Regions from separate parts of the Hordeum vulgare genome. Here region 2 is linked to region 1. A link is a contact called in public Hi-C data. All regions are on one chromosome and are shown on one strand. Each heading gives the region's core, a stretch centred on a gene start, on an enhancer-like site or on the middle of the called end of the contact. The rest is flanking DNA. Distances are from core to core; before and after follow the strand shown.

The links. A called contact is a pair of places that touch in the nucleus more often than the background predicts.
Region 2: a Hi-C map of leaf shows a contact between it and region 1, with 2.7 times the contacts expected there. The contact joins two enhancer-like sites. A contact is called at or near these places in 3 of 6 Hi-C or Micro-C datasets (leaf and seedling).

Annotation. Positions count from the first base shown.
Region 1 is chr4H:544,177,361-544,181,968 of MorexV3_pseudomolecules_assembly, reverse strand. No RefSeq gene overlaps it. Among protein-coding and RNA genes, the nearest start is that of LOC123449396, 180 kb to the left of the region's middle. Within about 2 kb of position 2,113, at least 1 of the 3 cell types and tissues checked has open chromatin away from gene starts, as enhancers often do. A contact at or near this core is called in leaf, where this site is marked.
Region 2 is chr4H:544,342,081-544,346,688 of MorexV3_pseudomolecules_assembly, reverse strand. It overlaps LOC123449396, which reads left to right. Exons shown (of 10, transcript XM_045126607.1): 10 at 13-490. The coding sequence ends at 89. Among protein-coding and RNA genes, the nearest start is that of LOC123449396, 19 kb to the left of the region's middle. Within about 2 kb of position 2,283, at least 3 of the 3 cell types and tissues checked have open chromatin away from gene starts, as enhancers often do. A contact at or near this core is called in leaf, where this site is marked.

The sequences.
Region 1 (4,608 bases), core at 864-3,363:
GAGGGAAATACTTATCCACATTGTGCTGCGATAATCCGTTCCTCAAGGAAAACCCAATGCATATCACAAGGATCAAGTACCTCAATATTTCTATCGGAGAAAGTTTCTCAAGAATGTGTATCAACTCGTATACATAGACCCAATGTCACCTCGGGAATCCGCAAGTTGCATACCAAAACATATATCAAGTAAATTAATAGAACACCCCATTGTCACCACAACTATCCACATGCAATACCTACATCAAGTGATCTCAAATCCAAAATCCAATCCGACATAGTGTGGCCATATGCAAGCATCGGTAGTGCGACCGCGCACTTCTGGTAACCATAGAAACTAACAATTCCCATGGCATCCTTCTTCAAATGACGCAGTCATAAAGGGACTAGATTTCTTGGTCGAGACGATCGAAGACATTTTTGCGCATCTGAAAGTGTCGTCGAAAGTTGTCAACAAAGAGGACGTTGGGGAAAAAGTAGTCGTCCATTAGCATTAAATGGCCGTGCGCCCGTTTGCAGTTGAGCACACAATGAGCCTTCATCGATACCTTGAACTTGAGAACATGCTCCTCCGCATGCTCCGCGGCTGCAAGCACCACCTTCATCATCCATGTCTCATCTATGTAGTCCTCCTCGTCGGACGAACCATCGTACGACTCAACATAGTGCTCGTATATGTACTCCATATCCGAATCCATTGTTTCAAAAAATAAGGGACACAAAAATTAGCTCGGGCAGTTGTTCGAACAGCTGTCGAGCATAGTGAGCATCATAGAAGGAGATGATACATGTGCGGCGGTCGGAGAAGAGGTGTAGAACAATGGCGGAGGAGGCACAACATAGAGCCCGGGAGTACCGTTGGAGGTGACGAATTTGTTGAGTTTTGACAGGGATGTGGCGTGGTGGTCGGTGTGGTGGAGCGGCAACGAAAGCAAGAGAGAGAAATTGTAGGAGAGGAAATGAGAGGATGAAGGCACGGTGCCGGAAGGGGTTTTCGGTGGGCCGCGGATGTTGGAGTCCTATGTGGCCGTTGTCCAGACACCCATATAGCCCCGCTCCCCCCACCCCGTCCAGTTTATCTCGCATTGGCCGAAAAAATTACGTCTGGAACGCTCAATGGACCGATACATGTCCGTTTTGGATGACACAACACGTCCGGACCGTGCAGTCTGGATGGTTTGAGGTTCCGCTTTGAAGATGCCTTTAGTTATGCATATGTCCTCATGCATATATGCATTGTTATCGGCTTATTTGTTTTTTAAATTCATCTTTTCTGTTTCCTCCTTTCTTCGGAAAATGATATATTTCATCCACTTGCAATATTCCCAAGGGATCAATCTATGTGTAGCTTTCAGTAGAAATGTAGATAAAAAGATTGTGGGCCCTTGAGTATATGGTGTATGTGGAGCAGCGAACATGCATTGCGCATGTTGGCGCCGGGAGGGATCTCTATATCTCCATGGGATCTTTCTTTTCTTTCTTTCGCGTCGACTTATTCGGTTGGCACGCCGTGTGGTTGGAGGTGTGTAAATCCTCCAAAAGCTTGCAGGTGTATATGTTCTCCGTCCAATCGCCCGTAACGAGTAAGATCCTGATTGGTCGTGAGAATGACGGGTGCATTTGTATTCTTCCAAGTTATGTGTACGTGTTGATTCGCCGATGTATTTGGGTTTTGATTTATTTATTTGTTAGTACAAGAGTCTCAGAAATTGAAATTCACTTACTCATCCTGAAGCTTCAGAACAAACAAAACTTGTGATAACAGAAAGAAGACATGAATATTTCATCCAAAAAAAATGTGCATTGTTTTCTTTTCTGCGATGGAAAGAGGATGCAGAATTTGTAGAATTTTATTGATTTCCTTTTCACTGGTACGCAATCCGGCCAATATCTGCACTATGCATTTTATTTTGGTAGGCTCTGTTGGTGCTGTTGTGTGGAAGGGAGCGTCTTCTCGTTGGGGTTTTGGAACGTAGCTCAGCTCGGAAAGGGAGCGTCAGCGAGACAGCAAGCCGTAGCCGGCCACATCGTCATCGACGTGCCACGGCCGGCGGTCGAGAGAGATCACAACCTGCTGGAGCGGAGCTTGCTAGCGACTACCACCTCGATTTCTAGCGACAAGCTCCGGTTGATCGACGGCGACGCGCCCCCTGGGTTTCACGTGGGCTCCGACCGGGACACATCATCCAGAAGAAGCTCCTGTCATCTGTTAGCGTCGAACGTTCAGTGCGGCGATTGCTTTTGGCAGCGTACACTGGATCATGCGCTACATGTTGGAAGTTGGAGACGCGCTTGATAGCTTCGCATATATGGATTAGCACCGTTTCGATCACACGAAATATCCGTGGTTCGGTGTCCTGTAGCTCACGCTCGACCTGATTTTGACCGGGATCCGATTTGTCTCGCCGGCGCTATTGTTATTCTCAGCTCATGTTTGGAATACAAAAAAGTGAAATCATCGAGACTTCATAAATGAACAGTCTACTTAACTAACACACGACCTCTCAAGGGCTGTTTTTCTGGAAACAACACCGAAACGGTATCTTATAACTGAATATTATCTTTTTTTTAGCTGATTTGAATATTATCTAAAAATGCAGCAGACAATACAATGAAAAGGCACTCAAACACACACAAAAATAGCAAAAAAAAAGAATTACATCAAAAAAATGTTAATGTCTGTCTTGTTCCTTCAATTATACGCCGTTGGCTCAAACTTGCAAAATACACTGAACCAACACTAAGTAAAAGGGACACCGATCAACATTATCGTCATATCCGGCTTAATAGCTACTCGACCCTAGGAACGAGGACTTGTAACTGATGAAAGGATATCGGTTGGGGCATCACCCACGCAACGGGGGCTTACAATCATTTACCACGAGTCGAGAGGGTTGGAGAAATCAATATATGTTCCATAATAACTCAAGGATCTAATTTCCCTTGCCCCCGCGTCGCTCCCTCATGGGCGACCTGGGTGGCGGAGCCAGATCCGCCCTCCCGCGCCCTTCCTTGTCTTCCCCCGCCGCCGCCGCCGGCCGGAGCCGCATGGGCAAAGCCCCTCGCGGTGGCTGGTGGCGGGGCGCCTTCTCCCCTCTCCCCTTGGTGGTGGTTGGCGCGGGGCAACCAGACTAGGGCACAGGCGTCAGGCGGACGCTGGGCCCGACGATGCGGCGGCGGCGGCTCCTGGCGGCGGTGTGGTGGCAGGTGTTGCGCCGTGGTGGTGGGGCGTCGGCTCGCGGCACGGCGGCTGCACGGTGGCCCGTTGTGGCGCCGAGTGGGGGCTCCCTTGCGGCGGCGTGGGCGTAGATCCGGCCCGGATCTGGCCCTGCACGCGCGGCCCCGGCCCCCCTGTGCGGCCGGCGGTGAGGCGCCGGGTGGCGGCCTGTGGGTCGTGGTGACTGCCCTTGTGGCCTCTGCTGCAGATCCGCCGGTGGCGCGACTGCGGCCATCATGGGGCGTGCGTAGGCGGGTTCCTGTGGCGTCTTGACGACGGAACTGCCTAGGCGGCGCTGGCCGCGGTCGGCGTGGGTGGTGGCTGGGGTTCGGCTTCGGGCTCTCAGCGACTTCAATTGGTCCCCTTCGTCGCGGGCATGCGGCGGTGGTGCAACTAGGCAGATGGCGGTCCAACGCCTTGGTGAAGGTGGCCGGCGGTGAGCGTGGTGGTGGTGCTACCACTTGGCGGCGGGGCGGACTGGTCGTGTTGCCGCGGCTATGATGATTTCTATGCGGAGGTGAGGAGGAGTGGCATGGACTGGGAGCCGCGTCGCAGACGGCGTGCTTTCTGCAGCGCGAAGGTGGGACTTTACGAGCATATGCAGTTCCGGCCGGGCCTGTGGGCACGGGCCTGGTTTGCTCCTGCTATTGCATCTTGTCGGTTACTGTAGTTGACGGTGGAGGTTGGGACCTCCCGCGTGCCGGCGGTGGTGTTGCCCTTAGTCCCGGCTCCTCTTCTTTGTCATGTAGGCCCGTCCACGCTTTGCTGTGGTGAGACGGCATGCGAAGCTTCAAGTTCGTGTTGGCGCGGGGTCATGGTCGGTTTGGTGGCGTGTTTCGATGCGCCTGAGGTGGAGGCTGGGACCAGGAGAAATCCCTGTCGGCCTGGTCGACACCGTTGCAGTGGCGTCTGCGGGTTCCGCCAGACCTCCCTGGAGGGCGTCGGGGCTACCCTTCCTTTCCCCTCGCCGCATACCGGGGGAAACCCTTATTAGCAGCGTCGTCATCGTCGCGTCCCTTCTTGAAGGTGTAAATTGGTATCGGCGTCTCGAAGTCTAGGAGCTTGGTGGGTGTTCATCGGTGGGTGTAGCGGTCGCGAGGCTTCTCCATTTTCGTTGATCCGCCGTTGTCGGCATTTGTTTCTGTTACGCTTTCTCTGTTGTTTCTTTTGGGTGAGCCTGTGGTGTTTCCGCCCCAGCACCTATCGTTGGATGTTTCGGAGTTGGTTGCTTGTAATACAAAGCGGGGGGAAACCCTTTTTCGGTAAATAACTCGAGAGAGAGGAGGTCAAAGTCATTGCACCAAGATCCAACCAGTTGCTTCCCTTGATTGACATATGAACTGCGAAGATCTTGAGAGAGCCAGTAAATCTGGCGACACCTACCTTCACAGG
Region 2 (4,608 bases), core at 1,034-3,533, 160 kb before region 1:
TTGGCTTTGCAGAGGGCCCATGCCGAACCACTCTTGCTAACCTAGTGCATGACTATAAATTGCACTTCCAGTATCAGGGCAAAATCTAGTCCCAAGTTGCTAAAGTTTTTTGGAATACTTGGTTATTCGTCCTGCTTAGGCTGGATATGAAATCTACAGTGTCACCTTTTGCATGATGTTGGGTTCATGGCGTTGAATGGATATGCATCAAACTTTGGAGGAACCAATGGAGCTATGGTTAGTGGTATTAAACCAGCCTGCTGGTATGTGTGGCAGATGAAGAGAAACCGAATCATTTGCTGTAAATCCCAGTAACCAAACTCGGCAATCTCAAGCAAATGTTGGCGTCCATATTTTGGGGTTAATACACAGCACGCTCAGTCTAGACTAAAACTAGGAGTATGTTATCCAACACCATGATCCATTGTTCTTCTTAACTAACGTTGCTAAAAGTGTAAAAAAGGGTTGCAGGGGCACCTGATTAGTCTGCTGTTGAAAATTCTGAAAATAAAAAAATATACTCCCTCCGTCCCATTATATAATTGCGTTTTTGACGCTAGTGCAGTGTCAAAAATGCTCTTATATTATGAAACGGAGGGAGTATATCTCAGATGCACACGTGTGCAGAACTTGTTATTTGACTGGCTTGAGCCAACCTGCAATGCAGCATGAGGTTTTCCATTGGAAAATGATTTAGCCGCCTCAATGTCAGGATTGTAACTGGCCTTCTGTTTCACCTTTTCTTCTCTACATTTAGCATCTCTAAACCACCAACAACTGTGCTGTCAAAAAAAAAAAAAAAAAAACTGCGCCGCCTTTTGTTTCTTGGCAAACCATTTGTGTTGCCGTGGCCATTGTCGGTGGCAACCGAGGATAAAATGAAATGGATTTCAGTAAAATTAGTTTCACAATTCCAGCCATGCCTCCTTAGAGATTAGGATGTCACCATATGTGTGTGAGGGCTAGGTGGGTGCAAGTGTGTGATGCCGTTGGCAAGGATCAGTGTGGGGATTACCAAGGACGTAGCTGAATCCCAGACCACTCGAGGAAGGTGGCACATAGTTGACTTGCACGAGCTACGTCTGTACATTTCGTCGTGGTCTGTTTAGTGTTCTGAGAGGGGCTTTGCATAACCAAGCAAAGCCATCGCGGTCGCCGTCAGTCGAGGTGCACGAGCGAGAGAGAATATGTGAGGTGATAGATAGGAGGGAGGGAGGGAGGGATGGGGGGATAAGGGGAGCCATGGAAGGTGTGCTGCGGTTGTAGTAGTAGTACAAGATCAACATGGTGGGGCACGCCACGGAATGGAATTAGGTGGATGCGGCAACAAGATCGCCGATCGGGGGTGAGAGGGACCAAAAGCTACCCGCCCGCACGCACGCACACCGCGGTGGCCACTATCATATGATTGGATAAAAAGTCCTCGCCCTAGGCCACAGGGCTGAATCAGATTCCCACGATCGCCTGTTATCCATCCGTCACCTCACCTCACCTCACATCTCCTCTCCCGCCCCCGTGACCCGACGCTTCCAACCTCATCCACATCTCGTCTCTCGTTGCAGCGTGCAGTGCACCACGCCGTGCCTCCCCGACCCGACCCCGTTCCGGCTCAAGGTTCGTCTCATGGTAATAATGCCCTCTTATCTTTTGCGGTTCTGTTTATGATGTAAACGCATGCTTTGCGCCACTTGTTAATGGGGACGTGAGGGGTTGTATTCTGCATTAGCATGGTAAGTAGTATTAGCTAACTTCTCATGATTGATTGATTGATTGATTGATTGATTTACGATCGCTGCACGCATGAACCTGATCATCCATTTTTCATTCAGTGAACACTATAGGCCAACATATTGCAGGGAAAGAGAATGAACCTGGGGAAATGAAAGTGCATGGTTTCCCACTAAATACAGAGAGCAGATTTACTAGTCAACCCCGAACCACCAAGTTGACTCAAATATTTCCATGCTCCCCCCATCCCCATCAAGCCGATTTTTTGCTTTTCTCCATCAAGATATGGTGTTTGATTTGTCGTGAGTTCGAGGTTTGTCTTCCAGCCATCATGAGGTTTAGCTCCAATCACCATCCTTTGATAGTATACTACTACATGGGATGGGACTGGGATGCAGTGCAAAAAAAGAGGTCCTAGCTAGGGCCTCTCCCTTGGCTTATCTCTCCTTTCGCTGCCTTGCTGCTGACTTTTTTTGGCAGCCAGCACTACGCGACCGAGTTGCAATTGCAAAGCAGCGGCGTGCCTCCAGTTGGGATTGGGCCACGTGTGCCCAGGCATTGTCACCCTGACTCGGCATCATATCTTTCCCTTCTTCCACCCACCCACCAACCACAGAGGCCCAGCTAGCGCGAGAAAGATAATACAAGTTGCCGCCCGGCCGCATAGCGCGTTGCATGCACGATCCGTTCCGTCGTCCAGTGCGTCCGGATTACGATCATGATTGCATGGCATTGCTGGGATTATGTCAGCCGTTACGTGCAGGAGAGACTTGGGATCAATCGTATTGACGTCATCGTTTTGCCTTGGATTTTTTCGTCATCCAACACCTCAACTACACTTCGGTTTTACACACAGGCGATGTAAACTGGTTTGGGATTTTCTTTCATCCTTGTATCAGGAGGAAACCCTACATATCGGAACGCCAGTGTACCACCATCGAAAGGTGAGGGAGGAAACGTGTGGTACAGCGCTAGTCGCACAAATGGCAACGTGCTACCAGTCTCCACTAGCCATAGCCAGCCTATCTGTGCATCTCCCAGTCCACTTATAATTGCGTGCTGTGGCCATCCCTATCCCGTCAATTCTCCTTGTCTGACTGCAGAAGATGGCGCGCACCGACGGCGCACGTAGCTAGTACGATCGAGGTCCCCCAGCCCTCTCTATTGCCTTGCCTTGGCACTTGGCAGCACGGGCACGGTGGAGGACATGGTATCGACATGGAACGATGCTAGTATTGCATATTGCTACTGGGTCCGAGCGATATAATTTGTTGGGTAACTGTAAGAGCAACTCTAATTAGGCGACCCATTTCGTATGTCGTCGTCCGTTTGGGTAGGTGCGGATAAAAATGATATTCCAACGCGTCGATCTATTGCCAAAATGTGTTCGCCCGACCCATTTCTAACCTAAATTTGGGACTGAAAAGCGTTGACGCGGACACGCGTGCCCTCTCGGTGTCCGTCCCAACCACCGCGATCAATATTATTTACGACGGTCGCCATCCTCGGACCCACGCGTAAGCGATCGCGATCGGTCTTTTTTAATCAAAGCGTGCGGTAGGTTCCGCCATCTGCTTCCAGAACCCCGTCCGTCCACATCCAGCCACCTCCTCGGCGACCAAAACCCTAGCACCATGGCCGGCGGCTTCCCAAACAAGGGCAAGGCCCCGCTCTACCCCGTGCCATCTCCCCGCCGCCGTCTTCCCACCGGCCTCGTCAGTGTGTGAGCGTCCCGGTGCACCAAGCGCGGTGGCACTGAGAGCACCGCTATGACAGTCCGAGACCGACGTTCCAGAAGATTCCCTTTCTGTTCCGTTTTCGTCATGTGATTATTTTATTTGTCGCATCATCATCGCATCACGCGCATCATCCGCATTGCATCGGCACTCCGTTGCCGTCAGTTTTCAAACTTGCATCCGTTAGTAGTTGCCGGTTCTCTCCGTTCTCGTTGTTGCCCGTTCTGAGCCCGACCACACTCGCACGCGTCGCGGCAGCGTTTAAATCTTGATTTTTAAAGCGTGTATAAAACTTTCTCGGATTGGGTTGAAACTTGACGTGCGGTCTTATTTAGATGTAGGTAGGCCGCCTGCCAAATTTCGTCGCAATCGGAGTCCGTCTGGTATCCGAACGGTCGACCGTAGCGGCACCGTATTCGGTCTACCGTTAGACGTTTTTCGGTGTTTTAAAATCGCGTTGCCGCGCCGCACCGTTTCCCTCTCTTCCCTGGCTAGCCTACTCTACACGGCCACTTAGCCGGTCCCGCGTTCGAGATCGTTCGATTCCGATCACACGTTTGGATCGGGACGAAAAACTGCTAAACCTAGCCCCCTTCCCTATTTAAACAACCCCACCTACCTAATCTAGCCCCTCACCCTCTTTCTTCCTCGAAATCCGCGCCCCTGCCTCGTTTTCTGCGCCACCCCACCAAACCCTAGCTTCTCTCTCTCCTCCCTCCCTCCTATGCGCCGCCGCGTGGGCCCGCGCCAGCCAGCCGACCCGACGCCGCTCCTGGGCCTCGCCAGCTCCGAGCAGGCCCAGCAGCGCCCCGACCCACCTCGCGCAGCCAGCCTGAGACCTCCTGCGGCCCAGTCCCTCCACCGAGCCAGGCCGAGGCCTGCTATGGTGAGGACCAGATCCCCTCGCTATATGTCGCCCGTGCTCCTTGTAGCTATCCCACGCCCATGAGCTATTTAGGCCTGTTTGCATTTTGGCCCGTAGTAGTTTAGGTTTTTTATGTGAATTAGTATTTTCAGAAAATCCTAGATTTTAAAACGCCGGTAGATTTTAAACCGAGTATCTGATCGCGACGTATTGTATATGAAACTTGATTAGTTTTTCGCGTAGATTCGTAATTTGCAACTTGCATGCATGTTTGAAGTG